Regions from separate parts of the Mus musculus genome. Here region 1 is linked to region 2. Evidence: chromatin contacts called from public promoter capture Hi-C data. All regions are on one chromosome and are shown on one strand. Each heading gives the region's core, a stretch centred on a gene start, on an enhancer-like site or on the middle of the called end of the contact. The rest is flanking DNA. Distances are from core to core; before and after follow the strand shown.

Region 1 (3,736 bases), core at 250-2,749, 74 kb after region 2:
CATTCCCACTGACCTTCTCAACCCTCAGTTTGTACATGTCTTTTTCCCCAGCTCTGGTCTTCTGGACAGTTGAAGTGTATGCAGTCTCATGTTAAAGTCTCCCCTTAGCCCTACACGGAGCTGTGTTCATTCCTCCATCACTTGTTTCTATAACTCCAGGCCTGCTTTGTGTCGTCATCACCCTCTGAATACTCCCCCCTCACCTCACCAGGCCTAGCGGCCACTTCAACCTAAATCTGTGTTGACTTAAGCTCAGCTCTCTGGCTAACTGCGCTCTGGGTTCCCTCTGCCTTGAGCATCTCCTTCGAAACTCATTAGAGTTTTGCCTCAGGCCTGTTCTCTTTCTCCGTCTTTATGTGATCTTATGTACCCTGCTCTCGAATTGTCATATGTGTGTTTTGACACCAAAATACAGATCTTTGCCTTCATCCTTCAACCCGAGTCCGAGGTCCGAGGTCTGTGTGTCTGTCTCCTGCACACCTACGCCTGCTTCGCCACTGATACCTCATGCTCAGCATGACTGAGCTGCTTGCCTGCTTCCCCACAACCCCCTGGGCCTCAGCAGGTGTCTGTGCTCCGGACCAGCATCAACACTCATCAGCTTCCCCAAGCAGAAACCTCTAAGTCTCCCTTGGAAGTCCAGTTTTCAGTCCTCTCCTACCCCCAATTCAGGCCTTCATTGTGTCCCTAATCATCCCTGTCACCGGCACAGCCTAAACTTCTGACGTCCAGCTGTCACTGCAGCTCCCGAGCCTCTCTCTGCACCAGAGTGGCTGTCATGTGGGCGTTCTGAGTGTCACATTCTCCGACCCCTTCAGACCCCTCCAGTGCCTCATGTTTGACCACTCTCGTGCCTTCTCAGGACTCATTTTGTGGCTCCCTACTTCACGTTTCTGAACACACCTTATCCTCCCCCCCCCTTCCCTGTTTGCTGAATTCTTGCCCTTCACCCTGCTGCTGATTCTCCCTTTCTCCCCCTTCAGCTGCCAGAGCAGACTGAGCCAGTTTGATCCAGTTATTTAATCTGCCCTCATTTGTTAATAGGAATAATCAACTGGAGTTGTGAGGGCTGTGTTTTATGCTCAGCTATGCTCCTATCTACAAATAGGAGAGAGGGAGGGGCCCCCTACATCTCTTACACGAGTGACAGTGACTGACGGTTGTGACAGCTGTGAATTTACTGCTCAAAACAACTAAGAATGTGTTTTTAAAATAGGATTCACAGTTAACGTGCCTATTTAGACTGCGTTAACTAAAGTCACAGACACACTCATTTCTATGAGCTGGGAAAGCGAGTTATGTAGGACTCTTCAGGGAGAATTCTTGTTTCTGTGGCTCTGTCAGACTTTAAAATCACACTAATCTCCCAGCAGCTGTGTCATTGTTGATGGTTTAAGAATTCCGTTTCTTGATACGATCGATGACCTGCCACCCCAGCTCTGGCTGATTGAGTTGACACTGGGGCTTTCCCCATTCCGCCACAGTGGACCTTCACCTCCCAGGCTTAGAACTTGATGGAAGAGCTTAAAGTCCTGTAAGCCAGTGTTTTAGTGAACAACCTGAAATGCATGCTTATTCTTCCAACTTAGCCAATTTACTGGTGTGTCACACCCATCCTTCCCTGTGTTCTGACAGCAGCTGAATTGTTCCTCATCAGTGTTCTGATGTTTGAGGGCACCTGCTACACTGCCCTGTTTTGTCTTTGAGCTTGCCTCTTCCGATCATATAAACGGAATCTTACACAGAAAAGAGAAGACACGTTAGCTTATTTCACTTGCCATATGTCTAAATTTCTGTCATGTTATGGCCTATATTTTAAAATCCCTGTTTTGTTTATCTACTTGTCAGGTGACAGACATGCTAATAGTTTCCAGTTTGAGGCTGCTGTACATAACAGCCACTGTAAACATTCATGTATGTGTTTGATAGGGATGCGCGTTCTCATTTCTCTCAGGTATGAAATTCCTGGATCATATATGAACTCTCAGAAAATTTAATAATTTTTAAAATTTTAGTCTTATGCACATTGGTGATTTGACTGCATGTATGTCTGTATAAGGGTGTTGGATCCCCTGGAACTAGAGTTGCAGACAGCTGTGAGCTGCCATGTGGTTGCTGGGAATTGAACCCAGATCCTCTGGAAGAGCAGCCAGTGTTCTTAACCACTAAGCCATCTCTCTTGTCCCCAGAAAAAAAAAATTTGAGACAAGATCTCTATGTCTTGGAACTTGCTGTGTAGTCAGTCCCAGCTGTCCTGGAGCCTGATGTGTAGACCAGGATGGCACCAAACTCATAGAGATCCACTTGTCTCTGCCTGCCTAGGTCTGAGATTAAAGATGTGAGCCATGACACCCGACTCTGTAAAAAAAATTGAAGACCAGACTGTTCCGTCCCTTCCCCTTCCCCTTCCCCTTCCCCTTCCCCTTCCCCTTCCCCTTTCCCTTCCTTTTTCTATGTATGAGTGCTCTGTCTGCATGTACACTTGCATACCAGAAGAGGGCACCACATCCCAATACAGATGGTTGTGAGCCACCATGTGCTTGCTGGGAATTGAATTTAGGCCCTCTGGAAGAGCAGTCAGTGCTCTTAACCACTGAGCCATCTCTCCGGCCCCCCAGACTGTTTTCTACGTTGATAATCACATCCCCAATACAGTCCCACAAAAGTATAACTTTCTTTTCTGAAGTAGACACTTGGTCCCACCAGCCAAAAAAAAAAAAAAAAAATCTTTGTCAAAACTTGTTAATTGCCTTTAAAGACACTCCCCTTTTCTTTCTTTAAAAATTACATGTATGAATGTTTTGTCTCTCTGTGTGTGTGTGTGTGTGCACCACATGAATGCCTGGTACCTGTGGCACCAGAAAAGAGCAGTAGATTCCTTTGAACCAAATCTACAGCTGCTTGTGAGCCACCAAGTGGATGCTAAGACCCAAACCCAAAGTCTTCAGCAAGAACAGCAAGTGCTCTTAACTGATGAACCATCTCTCCATACCCTGACTGACCTTTTGATACTAGCTGACCATTGGATATGGAATGGTGTAACTCCTCGTGGGTTGCGCCACATTTCTCTGATGATTAACAGAGTGGACATTTGAAAAGCTTTTAACTTGTGTTATCTTGCCTCATGCATGCAATACCTGAAGAAGCCAGAAGAGGGCACAAGATGCTGGGGATTTGGACTAAGGTCTTCCTAATTCCTCCTCTGAGCCATCTCTCCAGCCTGCTTTAAACATTTCGAATTGTTAGCTAGGATGGGGCTAGAACACTTGCTTAGCACATGGGAGTCCCTGAGCTCCACTCTTAGCACTCTCTCTCAATATATAAAAAAAGTCTACAATTAAAACTTCACTTCAGAGGGCTAGAGAGTTGGCTCAGTGGTTAACACTGGCTGCTCTTCCAGAGGACCCCAGTTCAATTCCCAGCACCAACATGGCAGCTCACAACTGTCTGTAACTCCAGTTCCAGGAGATCCAACACCCTTATACAGACAGACATGCAGTCAAATCACCAGTGTACATAAAATAAAATAAATCACTAAACCTCACTTAAAACCATGAGTCAGAGAAGAGGGGAAAACATGAAAACCGTTTCAACAGGTTCTCATGATGAAGTTATCAGACAAATGTAGAAAAAAAAAAGGCGTGATAAGGAAGAGGCTTGGGGCATGGGCCTGGAGAAAGTCTGAAATACCATTTTTTTTTCCTTTTAGAACCAACTAAAGAGATTTATAAAAGTG
Region 2 (3,308 bases), core at 271-2,770:
GTGTTAAGAGCGCCTGCTGCTCTTGCAGAGGACCTGGATTGGGTTCTTACTGCCCTCATGATGACTGTACCACCTTGTAACTCCAGTTCCAGGGGACCCAGCACTCTCTCTGACCTCTGTAAATAGCTGTGATACTGAAGTGTTTGGACCCACCAGGATATAAAGTCGGTACTTCCAGCACCAACAGAGCCTGCAAATGCAGGGCTTGTGTGTGTGTTGGGAGTACAGGGGAGGGGTGCCCTGCCCAGATAAAGTCAAGAGAAACACAAGAAAGAGGATTCTGGCAGAAGAGACAGGCAGACAAATTAGATCTGACTTGTCAAGAAATACCATCAACCGACTTCTCCACTTACATACAGTTTCTTACCCCAAAAGACAGGAAAGGAGAAACTGTATGATAAATAAGACATTCTTCCAGTGTCTGAATTCAGTGGCCTGTGATGACAAAGAAAAGATCCATCGTGCGGTTAGTGACAGTTCAGCTTAAATCCAGTTAGCACAACCTTACCACCTTTTGTGCCATTGATGCATTGACAATAATTACACAGTTCTATCAAAGAGACAATGCATTAAATATCAATAACTAGTTAAACAGGGGCTTATTGTACTACTTTCCAAACCTTTACGTTTGAAAGTTTCCATCATAAAAAGGTTTTGCTGTTACTTATTGAGTAGCCTTCTGATTCCCTATGTGCAGCGTGTCATGAGTACATCTGTGATGGCTTGTACATGCTTGGCCTAGGAAGTGGCACTATTTGGAGGTGTGGCCTTGTTGGAGTAGGTGTGTCACCATAAGTGTATAAGAACCTTATCCTAGCTGCCTGGAAGCCAGTCTTCTGCTGGCAGCCTTCTGATGAAGATGTAGAACTTTCAGCTCCTCCTGCACCATTTCTGCCTGGATGCTGCCATGTTCCTGCCTGGATGATAATGGACCGAACCTCTGAACCTGTAAGCCAGCCCCAATTAAATGTTGTCCTTATAAGAGTTGCCTTGGTCACTAACTAAGGCAACATCCTTATACACACACACACACACACACACACACACACACACACACACACACACACACACACACACATAATTAAATAACCAAATTGTAATAAGTTAAAAACCAAGAGCTAGAAGTATTTATATAAACAATCAATAAAAATTATTTACTCTGGACAACATAAACCCAGAGAGGGTTATTTAGTAATATTTCTTAAAATACATATGTTCTTCACCAGTGCACACTTTAATAAACACTAGTTTTCTATCTTTAAGAATGAATCTATACTGGTAACATTTGAAGAAACAGAATATACAAAGCATGCTAGATTATGAATCTTTTGCACTTTGGGGGGGTCAATCAGAAAAAAAATCAATATTTTAAAATCCCTCTCCCTCAGTTGCAACACACTACATGTATTTTGGCCTCCTAGAGGGAAGGTCAAATGAGCATCTCCCAAGGACCTGGGGTTTGTTAACAGAAGGGCTGCTATCTCTGACTTCATTTCCCACAGTTAATAATCCACCGACTGTAAGTCCAAAGTCCAGGACTCACTTCCCAGAGTAGTGAGTCACCAAAAACTTTGGCCTTTCCATCTCTCCCTGTTGACTCATTCATTCTTCCTCCAATGACAGAGAGAGAATATTTCACTCCGTGTTATCCGTCAGCTTCCAGTGTATTTAGTTCAGTGTACATGAACTCCCCTCTTTATCATATTTAGTTCATAATCTAAAATGGACTCAGTCATGCAACCAGCTAAAAGATCTTGGAGTAATTCAGTGAACATTTCAGATAGTTGCCGAGTGAAAACAGATCACATTTACCTGCTAGGGACTCTCCCTCATTTTCATTACTAATTACAGTGTATATCTACATCTCTGGTCATCTCTTGCCATCTAATACTTTAGTAAAGGTATACTCATATTTTATCTTTAGGTTTTCTATTACATTTGTGCGTGCGTGTGGTGTAGGTATGTGGTTTAGACACAGCACACACACGGTACTCACAGACAGTCTGCCAGAATCAGCTCTCTCGATATGTAATATGGCTCCTGGCGATGGAACTCAGGTTATCAGGCTTGGCAGCAAGTGCCATCTCTCCAGCCCAAATGAATTGTATTCTAAACATTATAGCTTTTGTATTTTATCATTTTAGAGGAATAAAAAAAGTCCTTTGATCCCCCCACTCCCCTTTGTGGCACTGAGGATCAAACCCACAGTCCTGTGCATGCCAGCCAGTGTTCTACCACTGAGCTACATCCCCAGCCCTGGATATTGCTCTTAGATCTTTCAGTGTATTATTCTAGTTATATATATATATTTCTAAATAATAATTCTACAAAGCTCTCCAGTCCATCTGCAATTTCAGTGCCTGGTAATCGCTCAATTCAGAGAGCTTCTGCCTAAATCTCTAGAGTCTAAACTGAAGAGGCCAGAGAGGGCAAGCAGTGGGTGAACTAGCACCACATCAGGAGGCAAAGTTCTCCTAGAATATGAGAATTTAATAAATTACTTCTCCACTAACAAAGAGTCTAACTCTCAATTTACCCACAAAGTAAAAAAATACAACAAAGTCAATGACACACTGAACACACTCACCCTAGCACACCTAGCTCGGCCTCACCTACCTTAACCATGTTTATAACACGGGCCATATTTACCTGCTGAAAGTCTCCAGTAGAGACGCTAATAATGACAGTTGGGATGAGCATGAAGCAGGCATTATAGAAAAGCACTCCATATTTCCCCAGCTCCTGTGAAAATAAGAAGATTGCATTCAACTCTAGAGCTCTAAGGTATCGTGTCTTCTGGGCTGATTTGTCTATTTATGCACAATTAGAATGTTTAAAAGGCTGGCAATGTACTGTAAGACTTTTGGCCCATGTCTGTTGTAAAATGGACCATTGCACTGTGTTGTAACTTTGGAATAAATATTTGTTCAACACCAACAAGCACATGTACAATGGATGAAAACAGAAGGCTTGAGGCCCTACCCATCTCTAACACTCCACTATTAAGCACGTTATTCAAAGTAGCAAATCTGAAATGAGATAATGGAAATTTAAAATGTTAACTAATTCTTTTAAAACATCTGCTCCATCCGTTAAAGAATAGGAACCTATCATGTTTGCTTTTACTAAAGTGACCACCCACTTCTCCTTTAAAAAAGGGGGGGGTGACATATTGTATTTTCAGGAAGGCAATGGACCTGTTTTTGTAAAACTGTCACCATTCAAAGAAACAAATGGGCATACAGATTTTAAAAATAGCTCACAGAAAAGCACCCATCAGTCAATGAGAGCTCCCTCACAAAGCACAA

What was found. Promoter capture Hi-C pulls out the DNA fragments that hold promoters and counts their contacts.
Region 1: a contact with region 2 is called in a promoter capture Hi-C map of liver, with 3 times the contacts expected there. The contact joins two enhancer-like sites. A contact is called at or near these places in 12 of 39 promoter capture datasets (the 3T3-L1 cell line, 3T3-L1-derived adipocytes, the HPC-7 cell line and 8 more), 8 of 484 Hi-C or Micro-C datasets (the HL-1 cell line, cerebellum, double positive thymocytes and 2 more), 2 of 115 datasets of contacts at active chromatin or transcription factors (intestinal crypt epithelium and liver) and 3 of 9 other capture datasets (adipose tissue, liver and pancreatic islet).

What each region holds. Positions count from the first base shown.
Region 1 is chr13:64,177,987-64,181,722 of GRCm38.p6, forward strand. All of the region lies in intron 5 of Habp4 (hyaluronic acid binding protein 4), which reads left to right. Among named protein-coding and RNA genes, the nearest start is that of Habp4, 18 kb to the left of the region's middle. Within about 2 kb of position 1,500, at least 13 of the 459 cell types and tissues checked have an H3K27ac peak or open chromatin away from gene starts, as enhancers often do. A contact at or near this core is called in liver, where this site is marked.
Region 2 is chr13:64,104,366-64,107,673 of GRCm38.p6, forward strand. Slc35d2 (solute carrier family 35, member D2) reads right to left here. Exons shown (of 12, transcript NM_001001321.3): 8 at 2,650-2,742; 9 at 368-435. Among named protein-coding and RNA genes, the nearest start is that of Hsd17b3, 17 kb to the left of the region's middle. Within about 2 kb of position 1,521, at least 28 of the 459 cell types and tissues checked have an H3K27ac peak or open chromatin away from gene starts, as enhancers often do. A contact at or near this core is called in liver, where this site is marked.